Linked DNA regions of Xenopus tropicalis: region 2 is linked to region 1. The links are chromatin contacts, called in public Hi-C maps. All regions are on one chromosome and are shown on one strand. The core of a region is the stretch at or near the end of the contact, and the rest is flanking DNA. Distances in the headings are between cores, read along the strand shown. Region 1 holds the start of wwox (WW domain-containing oxidoreductase). Region 2 holds the start of nudt7 (peroxisomal coenzyme A diphosphatase NUDT7).

What was found. Hi-C and Micro-C count contacts between places; a contact is called where the count stands out from the background.
Region 2: a contact with region 1 is called in a Hi-C map of neurula embryo, with 2.1 times the contacts expected there. The contact joins the promoter of nudt7 here to the promoter of wwox in region 1. A contact is called at or near these places in 4 of 5 Hi-C or Micro-C datasets (brain, gastrula embryo, neurula embryo and 1 more).

The regions. Positions count from the first base shown.
Region 1 is chr4:54,449,219-54,452,316 of UCB_Xtro_10.0, reverse strand. wwox (WW domain-containing oxidoreductase) reads left to right here and starts at 1,715. Exons shown (of 10, transcript XM_018093498.2): 1 at 1,715-1,916; 2 at 2,012-2,122. The coding sequence starts at 2,016.
Region 2 is chr4:54,617,019-54,620,192 of UCB_Xtro_10.0, reverse strand. nudt7 (peroxisomal coenzyme A diphosphatase NUDT7) reads left to right here and starts at 1,493. Exons shown (of 6, transcript XM_031900780.1): 1 at 1,493-1,601. It overlaps LOC116410395 (a long non-coding RNA gene), which reads right to left and starts at 1,401. Exons shown (of 2, transcript XR_004222354.1): 1 at 1,319-1,401.

The DNA of each region.
Region 1 (3,098 bases), core at 466-2,965:
CTAGGCAACTTAACATCAATATCTAAAGCTAAAATTCATATAAGTCATAGTATAAATGTGTTATTAAATATTATAAAAAACAAATCAAAATCAGAGAGCTGGGCAAGTATGCTCTTTGATTGATCAACCCACCAGCTGGACAGAGATTGCATAAGGGCTTTCTATTATTCTGATCATTTGTCCAAAGAGTATAAATGATTGGAATAGTAGTAAGCTTCTCTTTACTGCCTCATCTGCTGATGCACAATGTACTGGATTGGTGTATCAGAAGATGACATTTTCAAACTGCCAAATTGAACAGTATCCAGAGTACAAGGATATCAGTAAGGATCAACAGCACTCCATGCACTCAAGGATGAGTGTAAAAAACTCAGTTTCGGAAAATTAATTTGTGCATATATACAAGGCCAGAACTAGGGGTAGGCAGAAGAGGCAACTGCCTAGGGCGCAATGATTGGGGGGCACCAAGCAGGAACCTCTCCTGCCTACCCCTAGTCTGCACTGCCTTGTCATTGCCCCCACCACTTGTCATTACGTGGTGGGGTGCCCGGTCGGCTTAGCCCGCCCCTTCATATATAACTACTTTGAGGCTTTACTATATTTAAGGTAAGTGGGAAGTTCAACTTGATGCATAACACTGTATTCATGATGCTATTTCCCTCCTAGTGCCAATGCACCAGTAAAGCCTGCGTTCACAAAATGTGCGAAAGTATAAAGTACAGAAAGCCCTAGAATTTACTCCTGGCTTGGAGAATTGTTAATTACAGAGCTTCCCTTGAGTGCTGCACTTATACGCATAAAGGAATAAGAAAAAATGGTATCACAATTTGCACCTGCATTGGTTAATTGCACACAAATTGTGACACATACAATTTTGCAAATACACAAACTTACAGTGGAATTTGTGTAAAATGCTGCATTGTGCAAGGAATGGCATTTTGTGTGTTTTTGCACCTAATGTTATGTATTTGTGTTAGTAAGTACTACCAGCATTCCACAGCAGAAGAAACACACCCCATTCTTCCTTAAGGGGCTGTAACCACACAGGCACATTTAAGCACCAAATGCTTAATATTTGTATTACTTTAAACCACTATTATTTTTTAGTGTTTCTATGTTTTTAATTTGGGGAGACAGATCCTAGTCTGAAATAAAGTTGTCTTTTTTTAACAGCTTTGAGTGAATTCCAGTGTGTGCCTCTAACAGTGGTTAAATGTATTCTGCCCATGATTGACTGCAAGTACAAAAAGTGTTTATTAAAATTACTTCCTTTCTTATACAGATGTAAAACCTCTATCCAAAGGCAAGAAAAGTTAAGCTAAGTTGTTGATAACTGTTACACACTTTAATCAATCAGTTTCAAGTGCCAGATTAAAATCAAATACCTGATTGGTCGTTATGGGCTATTGTAACCATGCACGTTTTGCCAGAGTAAATAATTACTAAAGATTACTATACGTTCTTGCTTTGTCCCTAAATTGTCAAAAATCTGTCCCTATCTTACACAAAAATGCTTGGATCGTGAAAAAAGTATTTGCTGTTGATTTGTAAATAACCTTGCCCTTGTTTACAAAAAGATAAAATAAATGGGACCGTTTCCGTGGCCACCACAGAAATTTTCTAGCACATCTAATCACTAAGACCTTACTGCTCACTCCCACATGCAGCTAAGCGCAGTGTCAATGCCCTTATATACGCGTAGTGTGACGCCACAATCTCGCGAGATGAGACTTGTGACAGCGGGATTAGCTGTCACGCTGGAGCCTAGGAACAAGGCATTTGTGGCGCACCGGGACGTTTAAGCAGCGAGCTGCTGTTTGTGAGAAAACCGGGATTCTCCGGCGAAATAAATTAAGACTGTTCGGCTGTATGTTTTACCGTACTCTCCGTTTGTTGAACACGAGCGGCCTCTAGTGGTGAGAGTTGAGACGTCTCATTTTTCTAGAGTGTAGAATTGATTGCTGACTGATTCCTTTGTTAATTATTAGTAACGTGACAATTCTATCCGCAGTGCCATGGCAGCCCTCAAGTACGCAGGCTTGGACGATACGGACAGTGAGGATGAGATGCCACCTGGCTGGGAGGAAAGAAGCACCAAGGATGGCTGGGTGTACTATGCAAAGTACGTAGTTGAATGGAGGGACGGAAAATCAGAACAAGTTTAGAGAGTGAGGCAGTGAAGTTTGCGATATTGGGAAGTGCAGCGGCATCTTTGCTCCACGTGTGTAGGAAGTGCGGCACCTGCCTGGGAGTGCCGCCTTATATATTGCCGCCTATCTGCCTTATATAGCCCTGCCTTACATTGTGCTGCTTGGGATTCATCACTTACAAATACACATGAGTTTAAAATGTTTAAACCACATTTAAGTGGTTTTAAAGTAGTCTAAAGCAGTGGTTCTCAACCTTCCTAATACCGCGACCCTTTAATACAGTTCCTCATGTTGTGGTGACCCCAAACCAGAAAATTATTCCTAAAACCATCGGAAATATGTGTTTTCTGATGGTCTTAGGTGACCCTTGTGAAAGGGTCGTTCGACCCCCAAAGGGGTCCCAACCCACAGGCTGAGAACCGCTGGTCTAAAGAGTCTAAACCAGAGAACAGAAAGGGACAAGTAGGTTTACAAATACCGGAAATGGGTAACACATGTATATTGGAAAGTTTCTTAAAGCGGACCTGTCACCTTAAGAAATAATTTCAAATTGTTTTCTATTGTGTTTGGCAAGCAAAATAAACTTTACTTACACTATATAAATTATTTTAATCTTATTTTCTTCAGCCTTGGAATTCACAATTGCAGCAAGCAGGCAGGGGCCATTTTGTGGACACTGTTATCAAAGCAGGCATTGCATCCTGCCAAAATCTTGTTTCTGTGCCAGTATGGGGGGACCTAATGCCCTTGCCCATGCACTGGTTACACAATTAGATGGTGAGGAGGGAGGGGGAATGTGAGCAGTGCAGCAACATCTAGTTTAGCTATTTGAACAAAGTTTCAAAACGTTATTACACTATCAGTTGTTTTTGTTTCATCTTTGTTTCACTTTATACGTGCGCTCCCTTCACACTTTTTTGGACACGTTTGAGACCCAGTCAAAGGGGT
Region 2 (3,174 bases), core at 244-2,743, 170 kb before region 1:
CGATATTAAAAAAAGCACTGTTCATGGGTTGTGAATGGGGTGGGACTTGTGGTGAGGCTTGGGTGTATATAGGCACGTACCTCTCCTCTCTCCATACCCCTAGTCTGGCTCCCCACTGTCAAGCAGCCCCCTGCCAGGGGGGCTCCCATCCGACCTGACTTGGCACTGAACTGCTAGTTTAGAGGAAACCTTCATGTACCACACAAAAATCTATTATCTGTGCACTACCAGCCTCCCACACGAATGAATGGAATAATAATTTGCACCAAAGGGCAAGCCTGTTTGCATAACAGCTGTTTAAATTAAATTGCAAGCTGAGGGAGGAAAGGTTGAGCATACACTTCAAAGAAAAGGTTGCACAGATCTGCAGCAATCAGGGTTTTCAGATCTGATTTTCAAAACAAGCCAAAGTCTGTCACAAAACCAGCCAAAATCTACCTTAAAAGTACCCAAAAAAAACCAATATGTGCAGTTAAAAAACCAAGGAAATAAAAAAAAGATTATATGTGAAAATACCCCAGTAACCATGCCAGTGCCTGCTCTTCAATGTCACTCATCGCTAAAATATTTATATCCATTGCATACTAGGCCAACTGCCATGGGTGCCCAGTGCATGCAGGTTCTAGTAGTTTTACTTCAACATGAGCTACTGGCACTAGTCTGTAGACAAACTACATTATCCAACATTTGCTGCATGTTTGTAGTACTAAATATTGGGCCAGGAAAAGAAAGAACATCCAGGTATCTAAGAAAAAAAGTATTACATTAACCTCAAACATGCTAGTAAGTTAATTGAAAAAAATTGATTAAAGGCGTTGCATTTACACCATGCATGATATACTTGTGGGTGTGTTGAATATAACTCGCAGCAACCCAAGAGATCTTGAGAGTTATACATTAAGGATCAACCAAGGATCACATACCACAACCACCTCCCACATGGTTTGACTGGAAGGGGGGGGGGGTGGTAGAAGAAACATGAATTTAAAAATAAGAAGCTACTTTCTGCACTTCCCAGTCCCATTGCATGCTGGGTGTTGAAGTTTTACCTTAACCTTTGCAGTAAACAAAAGTAAGAGAGACTACATTACCCAGCATGCACTAGGTATTGCCTAATTGAGCACTTTTCAGCAGAGGTCACCAATGTATACAAAAGTAAGAGAGACTACATTACCCAGCATGCACTAGGTTTGACTAATTGAGCACTTTACAGATATCAGCATAGGTCACCAATGTGACTCGAAAAATAACATTTGCAGTTTATATTTAAAAAAAAAAAAAAAAAGAACTTGGTTAAGTTTTCATTATAGAAACCCACCAGTGTACGGATTTTGGCTTCTTGTTGCAAAGTTTTCAGAACGTGCCTGGTGCAGCTTTGCAGATATCGGTGAATACCTAGTTAGTTAGTACCCAGTGCATGCTGGGTAACTAGTTTTTATTTTACGTCTTTCCTTCCGCAAAGGGTAATGTAAAACTACAATACCCAGCATGCAGCAGGATAAGGGCAGTGCGGAAAGAGGCTTCCTTTTCTGTTTCTCCTAGCAGCAACCCTCAGCTCCACCCTCTTAGTTGCAACGTGACAGCGCTACAGCCTGCGTTTGGTTTGTGATTGTACTAATAGTGGGGTTGATGATGTCTTGTATTATTTTGCGTGATCCTTAAACTATAACAGAAACTATAACTCAAATATTTTGGGGTGGCGTGGGGCAGGGTTGAGTTGCTTTTATAAAGCAGTGGAAGGTTTTCGGACCCACGATTGTACAGATTTGGTGTAGTTTTTGGAGCTTCTGCCGGTTTTGTACTTTAAAAACCTGCCAAGTTTCGGGTTTTTTTTTTTAATATCAAGTGCGAATGTACATTGCTGAGCTGCAATTTGGCATTCTGGGTTATGTGATTTTCTCTTATTTTGGCGTTCTGAGTTAATGTAAGACTGTAATACATATCATACAGTGGGACTGTGTGGTGCAGAAAGCAGCTTACAACTGTCCCTTCTAAAGCCAGCACCAGTAACTCTACCCTCCCAGTCCTACCTGTCTGCACTACAGTCTGCTTCCTACTACATGTGGTTTGTGATTCTACTTCTACTCTGTGATGTGATGGGGGGGCATGTTTTCTGAGATTAATCCTTAACTCTTAAGAATCTCTTTAAGGAACAGTAACACCAAAAAATTAAAATGTATACAAGTCATTCCAATATAATGTACTGCTTTCCTGCACTGGTACAACTGGTGTGTTTGCCTCAGAATTACTACAGGTATGAGATCCCTTATTACGGAAAGCCCATCTCCCATACACTCCATTTTAATCAAATAATTCAGAATTTTAAAACTGATTTCCTTTTTCTCTGTAGAAATAAAACAGTACCTTGTAATTGATCCCAACTAAGATATAATTAATCCTTATTGGAGGCAAAACAATCCTATTGGGTTTAATTCATGTTTTATTGATTTTTTAGTAGACTTAAGGTATGGAGCTCCAAATTACGGAAAAACCCCTTATCCGGAATACCCTTGGTCCTGAGCATTCTGGATAATGGGTCCTATACCTGTACTATGTTTTATATACAAAATGCTGCAGTGTGGCCACGGGGGCAGCCATTCGAAAGAGAAAAGGCACAGGCACACAGTAAATAACATATATGATACTATTGTATTCTATAGAGGTTATCTGCTGTAAACCTGTGCCTTTTTCCAGCTTGAATGGCTACCCCTGCTTATTTATATTATAAACCAGTGATCCCCAACCAGTGGCTCATGAGCAACATGTTTCTCACCAACCCCTTGGATGTTGCTCTCAGTGCCCCCAAGCCAGGTAGTTATTTTTGAATTCCTGACTTGGTGGTAAGTTTTGATTGAATAAAAACAAGATTTACTACCAAATAAAGCCTCCTGTAAGCTGATAGTGTGCATAGAGGCTACCCAATAGCCAATCTTAGCCCTTTATGGTGCTTGTGTTGCTCTCCAAGTCTTTTTACATTTGACTGTGGCTCACGATTAAGAAAGGTTGGGACCCCTGTTATAAACTATAGTAGCGTTACTGTAGCAAGCACACAACTTTTACCAGTGCAGGGCAACCGTACATTATATTTCATCTTCTGTAAAAAAGAAAACTTTTTAATTTTTTGGTGTTACTGTGCCTTTAAATTCATTTTCTGCAGGTATCTTACTGAAATGT